Linked DNA regions of Mus musculus: all the other regions are linked to region 3. Evidence: chromatin contacts called from public ChIA-PET data. All regions are on one chromosome and are shown on one strand. Each heading gives the region's core, a stretch centred on a gene start, on an enhancer-like site or on the middle of the called end of the contact. The rest is flanking DNA. Distances are from core to core; before and after follow the strand shown. Region 1 overlaps Ttc28 (tetratricopeptide repeat domain 28). Region 2 overlaps Ttc28 (tetratricopeptide repeat domain 28). Region 3 holds the start of Ulk1 (unc-51 like kinase 1).

Region 1 (3,481 bases), core at 871-3,370, 350 kb after region 3:
CAGAGTAGGGCGAGAAGTGCCTTGGCAGATGCTGGGTGTCGGGCAACTTTTCACAGAGTAGGTAGCCTTTGAACCGGGCCCTCACAGGTCATCGGGGATCCCAGGAAACACAGGACACTGGGCACACAGTCCACATCCACCAGCCTTGCATCCAAGTTCTAGCAGCTGACCATGATCCTTCTGCAACCAGCAGTGTTCTCAGGAGTCACACCATTGCCACCTGCTGTACACACCTGATGATTCTTACACGGGGTGCAGTCCACCACAGCAGCCTTCCTGCAGGTCAACACTACCCCAGCCCCACCTGGGTGTGCCATGTCTCGGGATAGAGATTCAGGTTAACAGTAGGTCTCAGAGCTAGCTGCATTAAACCTTGGCTCTCCTCGGCTTCACAGACTTACGTCTTACTGTGCTGCCTGCCCGAGCATAGCTATGCCAGCCACGCTCCTGAGAAGATGGCAGAGTTCCCTTGCCTAGTTCTGCTGTCTGCACCTGTGTCAGGCAGACGACTGCTGTGGTGGTGACAGATGCCCAAGAAAGTCTCATTAAGGGAAGACGACTTATCTTGGCTCATGGGTTCACTCCATCATGGTGGGGAGGTTACATCAGCTCTAAGCAGCTCCAGCCACGGCAGGCACGGTGTCCTCCTGGCAGGTTTCCTCCTTCTCCCCCTTACACTCCATCTCAGCACCCAACCTGTGGGAAGGTGCTGCCCATGAAGAGGGCCGCACTTAATCCTCTCACACATCAAAGGTGAGCACTAACAACCTCCTCAGTGCCTCTCACCCACACCAGCTCCTCAGTGGAGATCAACCATTACAGTGCTTTAGTCTGACCCCTCCTCTCCTGGGGTGAGCAGGACCTTGGAGTTTCCCAACAGGCCATGCCAAAATTGTGCTAAAGAGATGACCCCATGGGTAAAGAATGATTGCTGAGTTCAGATGCAAGTATCCCTGTAAAAAGCAGGGTGTGGCCACATACCTGTAACCCCCATGCTGGGAGTGGGGACAGGAAGGTCTCTGGGGCTGGCTGGCCACCACCCTAGCTGCGGACTGATTGAGAGACCCTGACTCAAGGGAGAGAAGCAGAGATCAATCAAGCAGGACCTCAGTCAATATCCTCCTGGCGTCTGCACATGCACAGTCAGGCTTGTATACACGTGCACACACACACATGCACACACACAGATACACACATATACACACACACAGGATTGTATACACATGCACACACAGGCTTGTATACACACACACACAGGCTTGTATATACACACATGCACAGGCTTATATGCATGCACACACACAGGTTAGTATGCACACACAAACAAATCATGCATATGCTGGCACTTTTGGGGTGTGTGTGTGTGTGTGTGTGTGTGTGGTTAGTGTACCATTGTAGCATCTGCCCTGCTGGAATCTCCCTCTCCCTGTTGGATACAAAGGAACAGTAGCTACAGTGTCCATGTGTAGGATCTCCAGATGACAGGATGTCTGTTGCCAAGGGAAGTCTCCGTTGATGGCCATCAAAATACTGAAGCTCTGAGATTTATAATCACAAGGGGCTGAGTGTTACCCAGACTGGGGAGCAGGTTTCCCCTGGGCACAGTCTCCAAATGAGAGCTCATGCCGCCTTCACAATGCCTCTGGCATCCCACAGGAGCCAGCGAGGCTGTGCCTGGACTCCTGACTCACCAGACAGAGCAACGAATGCGTGCTGTTTTAAGTGGCTCTGTCTGTGGACGTGTTGTTACGCAGCAATAGATAACTAACACAGTGTCTCGGCGGGGCTGAACAAGACACTGCAGTCTGAGCTCCTGCTCTGCATAAGTGCCTGGCATCTGGTAACGAGATGTGTGACTGTGCTTTACTAAACATTTCGTCCCTCACGCCTAACACTCCTAAGGAAACGAGAAAGTTTTAGTTCCCCGAAAAGAACTGAGTCAGCACCTTGATTGTCAAACTCCTGAAGCAGGTGTCCCAGATAAAGGACACCAGATGTGTCACAGCAGCTGGAGTAGGGAAAGTCTGAAATCACAAAGATTATGTCGAGTGCAGCTCTGTGCGCAGGAGAGAACAAAGGGAAAATGAAAATCAGGTTTCCTAGGGGAGGTGGGGGGAGCGTCTGTAGTGTGGTGATGGGGGAGCTTCAGGAGGCACCCCCACTTCCTGTAGACAGAGACGGTTGGCATGGTTACTGACGGAATACACATAGAACATTTTTTAACCCCTCCCCCCCGTTTCCGTGTGGCTCGATCTCTTACTCGAGCCCCAGATGGGGGTCGGGGGTCCCAGTTCACAATCAGTCCTCTGAGCTGCCTACCTCCCCTGACCTCAGGATAGCTGTGGGATGGAATAAGCTCCCTCTTACATCAAGGAAGAGGACTAAAAATTATTCTGTAAACATCTTCTGAGTGTTTGCAACTTGTTGCCTGCTCCTCTGATCTTCTCTACAGTAGCTCTCTGTGTCTGGTGCTTTTCCCATCACTGGTTAACCAAATAGTCCCAGGCTAAAAGCAGCCCAGCTGCATGCTCGGGAGCCCATGGCCAGTGGTCCCCTGGGATAGAGCTCAAATCTACTGAGTCCAGGACTGTGCAGAGCATCAGTGTGCTCTGAGCCCCCCACCCCCAGCCTTCCAGGGAAGCTCCAAGGTCAGTTTCTTCATAAAAGAGGCCATTTGCATTGTTAAAAAAAAAAAAAAACATTTATTGATATTGGCCCAGAAGCCAGGGCGGCCCACCTGTGAAGGTCTCAGTGTGACCCAGGCAGCTGCATGGGCTGCATAAACCTCTCTGTCCTCTCTGCCACGAGCTTAGGGTTTTCTCCCAAGAGCGTCCTCACCCGACTTGTTAGGAGTCTGGATCAGATTTATTTTCCCTGTCAGTTAAAAAAAAGTAAAAGACAATTTAAAAACTCTCACACAACAGGTAGCAGTGGGGAGGAAAATGTCAGACAGCAGACTGAATCAGCTGGTGAAGAAAGGCTTTTATTAGGAATGAGGAAACACACACTGAACACTCGCGCGCACACACACACACACACGCACACGCACACGCACACGCACACACACGCACAGCAAGGGGTGGGGCTTGGGAAGCTGAAGTCCAATCACACCTTGAGACTGGAGATCTCAGGGTCCCTTGAGAGTCTCCCTCCCTAATTTAGGATTGGTCAGTTTAAATAAAGACAGGGAGGCTGATGGACCCCCTACTTTGGGGTAATTCTATTCTGGCCTTAACATTTTCAGATTTGCTCACAGGTCGGGAAACTGTATTGATTGGAGAAAAAACCCGCCAGGAATCTGGTCTCTGGTCAGGAGTATGCAAGAGAAGCTGGAAGTCTGCCATCTTTGTATCTAGCTGTGGCCTTTCCTTCTGCCTGTCTGCTTATCCCTCACTCTATGAAGCAATAAAATTGTGGATGTTGCCAGTCTCACATCTTTCTAGTATTCTCTGTAGTCAGCTGGGTATGAGGCCCAGCTTGC
Region 2 (3,552 bases), core at 41-2,540, 370 kb after region 3:
GGGTAATAAGCAATCCCAGTATCTCAGAGGCTTAAAGCAGAGCTTCCTTTCGTGTGCCCACTCTGTGTCCACTACAGATGAGCCAGGGGTCTCGTACACGCTGTCATGCTTCCTACTTGCGGATCAGTTCAGATGGAACAGTTGTAGCAACAGAAGAAAGGATGTGGTGATATGTCCTGCTCTCACATTGTCTCCGTTTTCCAGGAGACAATCGTGTGCGTTAGCCGAGGCAGGTACACAGCCACCTCCAGTCAGCTTCACACGGGCTGGGGAGAGACGTCCCAAGGACTGCCCTCGGTCAGTACTAACACGGGTGCCATGTTAGTTAGCATTGCTCTCCTTAGCCTGTGGCTCTCCCTCCTGCCGTGTGCCGGGCTCTCCGTGCAGAGCTTGAGCCATGGATACCAGGACTGGAATTGCCGCGTGTGTCCCTGCCCAGCGGTATTGTTAGTACTTTTAGGATGTCACACCTCTGTGCACACAGATTTGTCTCGTCACGTGTCAGGTTTGACATGATGATCATCAGATGAAGCTGTGTGTGGAAAAGCCTTGTATTGTCCACCCTAGGTATAGACTCGCCCAACCTGCCTCTGTTTGAGCTGTTTCTGTTTCCTGTAACTACCCACCCACCCCCAAGGGGGGAAGTTCTATCTATCTATCTATCTATCTATCTATCTATCTATCTATCAACTGCCTTATTTTAGAGCAGAAAACTGAGGAAATAGGGTTTGCACACTGTCACCTCCTACTTCCCCTTCATTGACATCTTCTGTAAGGTATATATCTCATAAATGATGAGCCGGCGTTGATGTATTGTTAGCTGAAGTTGACATTTACAGTAGGGCTCACTCTGTGTTGTAAATGTAAATGTCACATATCCGCTATTGTATCACACAGAACAGTGTCAGTGCCCTAAAACCCCCGTTATGCCACCACTCACTGTCCCCAGGAACTTCTTCACTCTGAAGCTTGCCTGGTCCTGAATGACGCAAGCGGAAAGGAGCCGTCTCAGGCTGGCCTCTTTCACCGATGCGTATATCTCTGGTTTCACCTTTTGTCTTGTGGCTTTACAGACAAACTCAGCCTCACATGGCCTCACAAACGCCACCGTTTCAACATTAACTGTTTGAAAGTCTTTGGCTGTGTTATTTTGGTTTGGAGGTAAGGCCTTGTGAACTCAAGCAATCAATTCTCGTGTGCCGGCCACCCGAGGGCTGGAACCACGGGGCTGTGATTTGGGAGGCTGTAAAGCCTGAGGAAATGGAGCCTGACTGGAGGAAGCGGGTCACTGGGGCGGGCCTCACTCCACTTCCTGCTCGCTCTCTGCTTCTTGACTCCAGATGCACTGTGCCCTCACCGTGGTGTTCTCCTCAAACCCACATCGCCTCAAACCTTAAGGCAAAACTAATCCTCCCTTCAGCTCCGCGTGTCAGGTGTTCTTTAGTCACAGCCACAGGACAAGTGACGTAGCCATCCCTAAAACAAGGGCAGCTGTTCAGGCAGACATTTGCAGAGTGGTAATCTGGGTACGGTGCTGCCTGCTGTTTGTGAGGGAAAAGGTGCTGCCTGTCAGGATTTAGCTGCTTCTGCTGTCTTGGTAGCTGTGGTGGCAGGGTTTTGTGATATGTCACCTGGCCCTCTTAGCACATCTCTGAAATTATGTGCTAAGTATGTTGGAGATAAAAAGAAACTAAAACCTACAAGTTTAAGCACCAGCCAAACCCTGACCTGGGCTTTCCAAGCCTTACAAAGTATTAATATACATGTCTCACAAGGGGAGGGGGTACCTGGAGTTCTGTGTACTGTGATTGCATGCATTGTAGCCTCACAGTCTGCCCTATGTCCTATCCCAGAGCCTGTCCATGTGTCTGTGTTCCTTCCCTGGGCTTTGGTACCTAACTGAGGCCCCAGGTTTATGAGCACTGAACCGCAGGGAATACCTCACCCACGTGGGCTTAGGTAGTAAAAGGGAGAATCAATATTTCTGCGACTAACTGCAAATACAATCCCCATCTCCCCAAGTACATGCAATTAATCAATTGGTAAGCACACCAAATATTCCTTAGGTAACCGTGCAAACTATAACCACTATGAAAAATGCACACTGTAAGGACAGGAGGAAATGTGTGCATTGTCAGGACAGTGTTTAGTGTTCATGTCACCAGTGTGGTTCTAATTTGGATAGCTTAAACCTTATTTTAGTTCTCAAACTCAAAACCCTTGAAAATGGGTTGATGTGTGAATAAATTTCTAGCTCTAGCTTGAGCCTCATGAAGCTTGTCAGGGTGACGGGGTGGCTGGCCCCAGTGCCAGAGCCTGTAGCTCGGAGCGGTGCTTTGGCAAAAACACAACTCATTTATATCACATCGAAAGAGAAAGCCATTGTCTTCCTCTGCCAGATAGTTTGCTAGTGATGCTTTCTGGCTGCATTTTAGTATTCAAATACAGATGTTCCCAGATGTGCCCTCTGTGGGAAGCAGCTGCTGCTTTTCTGGCACAGAAACTGCAGAGAGGTCAATATACAAAGGCAGCACAAACCTCAGTACAGACACAGTGCCTGTGTGCAGTGGGCCTGGCGTTCCCAGGCGGCAGGGGGCCCTCGTACCCCCCTTAATAACCTGAAACTGTCTCAGATTTACCCTTATTCTTCAGGAGTAGAAACAAAGACAAGTGATTAATTTCAAACACACTTGGCTGATAAATACCATCACATGTTATTTGCCCGGGGACTGTAAAACACTAGATTTTATTTCCTGCGAAACTGATAGGAATATAGATGTTCGGCTGCGATTACTGACGTTCACGGCGGCTGCTCCTAGTGGCTGCCTGGTAACAGCCCGGCCCCAAGTGGCTTGGGGTCATCAGTGCCCACACACCTTGGCTGTGAGTTCACAGAGCACTGCATTATTTACTCTGGCACGATCGGGCATGAGCCTGTTGGATCCCAGCCCAGCCCTTCCAAGTGTGTACAGTGTTGTTATTAGCACCATTTTATAAATCCAGAAGACGAGATGAAGTTAAATGACTCTGGTGCTTAGCCTTGTTCGATTTTTTGTTTGTTTGTCTGTGTTTTGTTTTGCCCAGTGCTGAGCCATGAAGCATGCGCTGAACATCACATAGTGCTACCTAGATGTGCGCTGGTAGGACATCACCACGAGCAGTACTGCCTGGCAGCTCTGCACACTAAGGGGAGACCGGCAGGGAAGGGCTGATATTCCATTCTCCTTCCCCACAGCCTGGAGGGAGCGCCTGGCTGTCCCTCTCCTCGTGCCCAGAGAGCTGCAGTGAAGCAGCTCCTGCGTCTTCCTAGCATTTACAGAAACGAAGAAGCAGAAGCGCACATCTCTGGGCCCTCATTTGGAGTTGCCATAAACCAGAAGTTTCCAAGCACAGTGGCACCTGGGGTGCTGTGCCTGCCTGAGCCTTATAAATCTGTCTGTGCAGTGTTCAAGGGCTCATTGCCTCCAACCAGATCTATTCTTCGAAGCTAGCTAGTGAATTATTTATGGATTACACATTTGACAGGGGCTTGGGGCTACATTTGAAAACACT
Region 3 (3,626 bases), core at 192-2,691:
GTACGCTGAACCCAAACAATGTAAACCAGGCAATCGCCAGAGATTCAACATTAGTGTTGATGGCCGCCTTCCTTCCCATGCAGGCAACATATAAGCTAGAGAGGTCCCCAGAACCTAGGAAAAGCCAGGAAAAACTTGGACCAGAGATGAGGTCTCCCTGGCCCTAAGTGGCCTCACAGTAGGACAAGCGTGAGACAAGGCATTCAGAACCCAGCTCCTTTCACCTAAACCAAATACTAATCTAAAGCCATCATCTGCCCTCAGGGGGGCTCCAGCCCCAGGCAACCTAGGTCCTGAAGCAACAGTGGATGGGACAAGGGCAAGAATAGATTTACCCCTCCCCCAAGCCCAACGCTGAGCCTTACCTGGAAGTCATACAGCGCCACGATGTTTTCGTGCTTTAGTTCCTAGGACACAAATCCAAGTTTCTCATGAGCAAGAAAAGAGCTGACCCACCCTCTCCCCCTCCCCCGAGGCGCTGGCTCACCTTCAGGATTTTGATTTCCTTTCCCAGCAGTGTTTGGGACTTGGCAAGGTTCTTCTTGTTAATGCATTTGACGGCCACCTCCAGGTCGTGCTTCTGAAAAGCCAAACGTGAACCTTCAGGGTTGAAAACAACCCCCCCTCCTGCTCCCCACCAAGCAGGGAACACAGAGATGGCTTAGGGTGGCTGTCCCAAGGGTCTTGGAATGGGAGGCTGCCAGAGGCAGACAGATAGTGAGTGTCTGTCAGCCGGCCTGGAATTTAAGTCCCAGGATGGAGTCCCAGGTTAGGTTCTCAGAACTGGTCTGACTTCGGGGCTAGGTAGGGAATCCTGTGCTGGCTGGCGTCTCCAGTTTTCTGGAGCTAGAGTAGCAGGTGGGTTTCCCGGGCTGGGGGGTCCTTAATTGGGTCCCTCTACGGATTACCGGAGGTAAGGTGTCCCTTGGGCTGGGAGTCCGGGATTGCGAGGCCTCCGCGGGAGCCTCACCCACCTCGCGGTGTCGACCCTTGAAGACCACCGCGAAGGCGCCGTGTCCAATCAGGTCCTTGCGAGAGAACTCGAACTTGCCCACGGTCTCGACGCCGCCGCGGCCCGGCTCCATAGCGCGCGCGGGCCGGGGGCGCGAGCCCGGGCTCGGGCCCCGGGGCGGCGCTACGGGGTGCGCTGGGCTCAGGCGGAGGCCGGCGGGCCGCGTACGCGGGGACGGAGGCGCGGGCTCATCGCCAGGGCCCCGTGCCCCATCGGGCAGGCCTGAGCCGGGTCCCAGTCCCACAGGCCGGCGGACGGAGGGGCGCGCTCCCTCGGCGTCCTCCTCGGTACCCTCCCGGCGCTGACAGTCGGGACCCGGTCCGACTCGGGACTCAGCTCTGACACACTCCAGCTCCAAGTCCGGGCCTGACTGACGATGCGGCTCGGAGCCCCGCAGGGAAACAAAAGATCCGCGGCACCCGGGCCTCGGAGCCCGAGGTGCCGGCGCAGCCGCACTGCGTGGAGGCGGGACGATGGGCGGGGCCTGCGGAGCTCAAGACCTCTTAGGCGGCGGAGCTGGCAATGGGCGGGTCCGAAATGAAGGACACCTCGTGGGTGGTAAGGCGGGGCGGGGCTTAGTTTGGGTGGTGCCTCGATGGGCCCAGCCCTATACTGGGCGGGACTTGAGAGAGGAGGCAGGATATGGGCGGGGCCGGAGCAGACTGGGCATGTCAATGTCAGAACTATCTCTGGTTGTGGCTCCTCGCTCTGCCCTAGGCATTTTTTTATTTACTTATTTTATTCATATGTATATGTGTGTGCCTACAGGAGTTTATATGCACCGTGTATGTGTATATAAACACGTGAAACATTCATATTAAACATGTATGTGTCGGGTCCTGGAATTGGAGTTTCAGGCAGTAATGAGCTGCCATGTGGAAACTGGTAACCAAACCAGGAGAGCAGTAGATGCTCTTAATAGCTGAGCCATCTCTCCAGCTCTGCCCTACGTACTTCCTACCACTTGTTTTGTTTTGTTTTGTTTTGTTTGTGCTTTCTTTTGGAGAAGTCGAGATAGGATTTCTTTGTGTATCCCTGCCTGTCCTGGAACTCACTCAGTAGAACTGGCTGGCTTCAGACTCAGAGATCTGCCTGCCTCTGCCTCCTGAGAACTGGGGATTGAAAGTTTTTTAACTGAGTCTTCTCACATTGTAGGCCCGACTGGTCTCGAACTTGCTTTGTCTCTTTGTAGATCGTGCTGACCTCAAACTCACAGATATCCCTCAGCCTCTTCCTCCTGAGTATTGGAATTAAAGGCAGGTGCCACCACATCCATTTTCTCTCTTTTATTACATTTGCTTATTCTGTATGTGGGGACGGAGACTTGAGAACATGGTCATGTGAAGGTCAGAGGAAAATGTAAAAGATGTTTCTGTCTACTTTGTGACTCTTAACATTAAATTCAGGTTGTCAAACTTGGCAACAAGGTCTTTTATCCTTGGAGCCATCTCACCGAAGGCATCAGTTTTCCTTCATTTATTATTTTACTTAACTTTTGTTGTTAGAGGGGAAGTTTGAGGCAGGGTTTCCTGTAGTCCAGGCTATCCCAGAGCTCATCACATAGAATAGCCGTGAGCTGCTGATTCTCCTGCAAATGCTGGGATTATTTATAGCATGGGCATTTGGTTTGCCTCAGGTGTTTTTCTTGCCTGTCTGGTCACATGGGAACTGCATGGGCATGTTGGAGCACTTGATGTATACAAACATTGTCATTTGGGGAGGGGTATATTGCCATGTTGACCCAATGCCAAATCAAAGGCTCTGTGTGTGTGTGTGTGTGTGTGTGTGTGTGTGTGTGTGTGTGTGTTGTCGCACATACCCATTCTGAGTCTCACCATATGAAGGATGACATGGGCATGTTTGAGCTCATGATACTTATGACCACAGTCATTTGGGGAGGAGGTGTGCAATGTGGGCAATTTTGTTCACATGCCATTTTTGAGCCCAATAACACAGGGAAATGTGTGAGCATGTGTGCACACATGCCCTATTTCAATCTGGTCCTAGATTATTCACCCTCAAGCCATTTCCTAGCCCACTCGCATACCATGGGGGTGGGGAATGTCCATTGTTGTGTTTTATAAAAAAAGAAAAGAAAAGGAAAAAGGAAACCAGGGAGCCAGGGATATGTCTAGTAGAGGCATGGTATGATGAGGTGGAAGGGGCTGCTTCTGCAGGCCCATGCTGAGGCAGCCCTTCACACCACCACCACCACCACCCCCCACCATACCAGCCATACCAGCCACAGGATCGTATCATATAGAATAGAGTGTATTTAGGACATGGGGAGGGGAGTTGAGGGGGTAGTAGAGACAGAGAAAGGCAGAGAGAGAGAGAGAGAGAGAGAGAGAGAGAGAGAGAGAGAGAACAACCATGAACATGTAGAGAGAGAGGGGGAGGAGAATGGGGAGAGAAGGGACAGAGAGAGAAGAGGGTAATAGAGTAAGAGCAAGAAGAGATCGAGAGCAGCGGGCAAGCAGCCCCTTTTGTAGAGTCAGTCATACCTAACTGTTGCCAGGTAACTGTGGGCAGAGCCTAGAAGAAATGCTAACAGCCACAATGGCCCACATGCCTATATTGAGGCTGGTAATATGGTAGTGTGGGGGACTGCATG

The links. ChIA-PET counts read pairs in DNA pulled down with a chosen protein or histone mark.
Region 1: an RNA polymerase II ChIA-PET map of memory CD8 T cells shows a contact between it and region 3, with 16 read pairs. The contact joins the enhancer-like site here to the promoter of Ulk1 in region 3. A contact is called at or near these places in 1 of 39 promoter capture datasets (hippocampal neurons) and 5 of 115 datasets of contacts at active chromatin or transcription factors (embryonic forebrain, embryonic stem cells, forebrain and 2 more).
Region 2: an RNA polymerase II ChIA-PET map of memory CD8 T cells shows a contact between it and region 3, with 8 read pairs. The contact joins the enhancer-like site here to the promoter of Ulk1 in region 3. A contact is called at or near these places in 5 of 39 promoter capture datasets (the C10 cell line, frontonasal cranial neural crest, hippocampal neurons and 2 more), 1 of 484 Hi-C or Micro-C datasets (CD4 T cells) and 5 of 115 datasets of contacts at active chromatin or transcription factors (astrocytes, effector CD8 T cells, embryonic forebrain and 2 more).

What each region holds. Positions count from the first base shown.
Region 1 is chr5:111,158,006-111,161,486 of GRCm38.p6, forward strand. All of the region lies in intron 5 of Ttc28 (tetratricopeptide repeat domain 28), which reads left to right. Among named protein-coding and RNA genes, the nearest start is that of Gm35628, 75 kb to the right of the region's middle. Within about 2 kb of position 2,121, at least 64 of the 459 cell types and tissues checked have an H3K27ac peak or open chromatin away from gene starts, as enhancers often do. A contact at or near this core is called in memory CD8 T cells, where this site is marked.
Region 2 is chr5:111,177,416-111,180,967 of GRCm38.p6, forward strand. All of the region lies in intron 5 of Ttc28 (tetratricopeptide repeat domain 28), which reads left to right. Among named protein-coding and RNA genes, the nearest start is that of Gm35628, 56 kb to the right of the region's middle. Within about 2 kb of position 1,291, at least 152 of the 459 cell types and tissues checked have an H3K27ac peak or open chromatin away from gene starts, as enhancers often do. A contact at or near this core is called in effector CD8 T cells, memory CD8 T cells and pre-B cells, where this site is marked.
Region 3 is chr5:110,808,640-110,812,265 of GRCm38.p6, forward strand. Ulk1 (unc-51 like kinase 1) reads right to left here and starts at 1,442. Exons shown (of 28, transcript NM_009469.3): 1 at 975-1,442; 2 at 488-580; 3 at 366-407. The coding sequence starts at 1,085.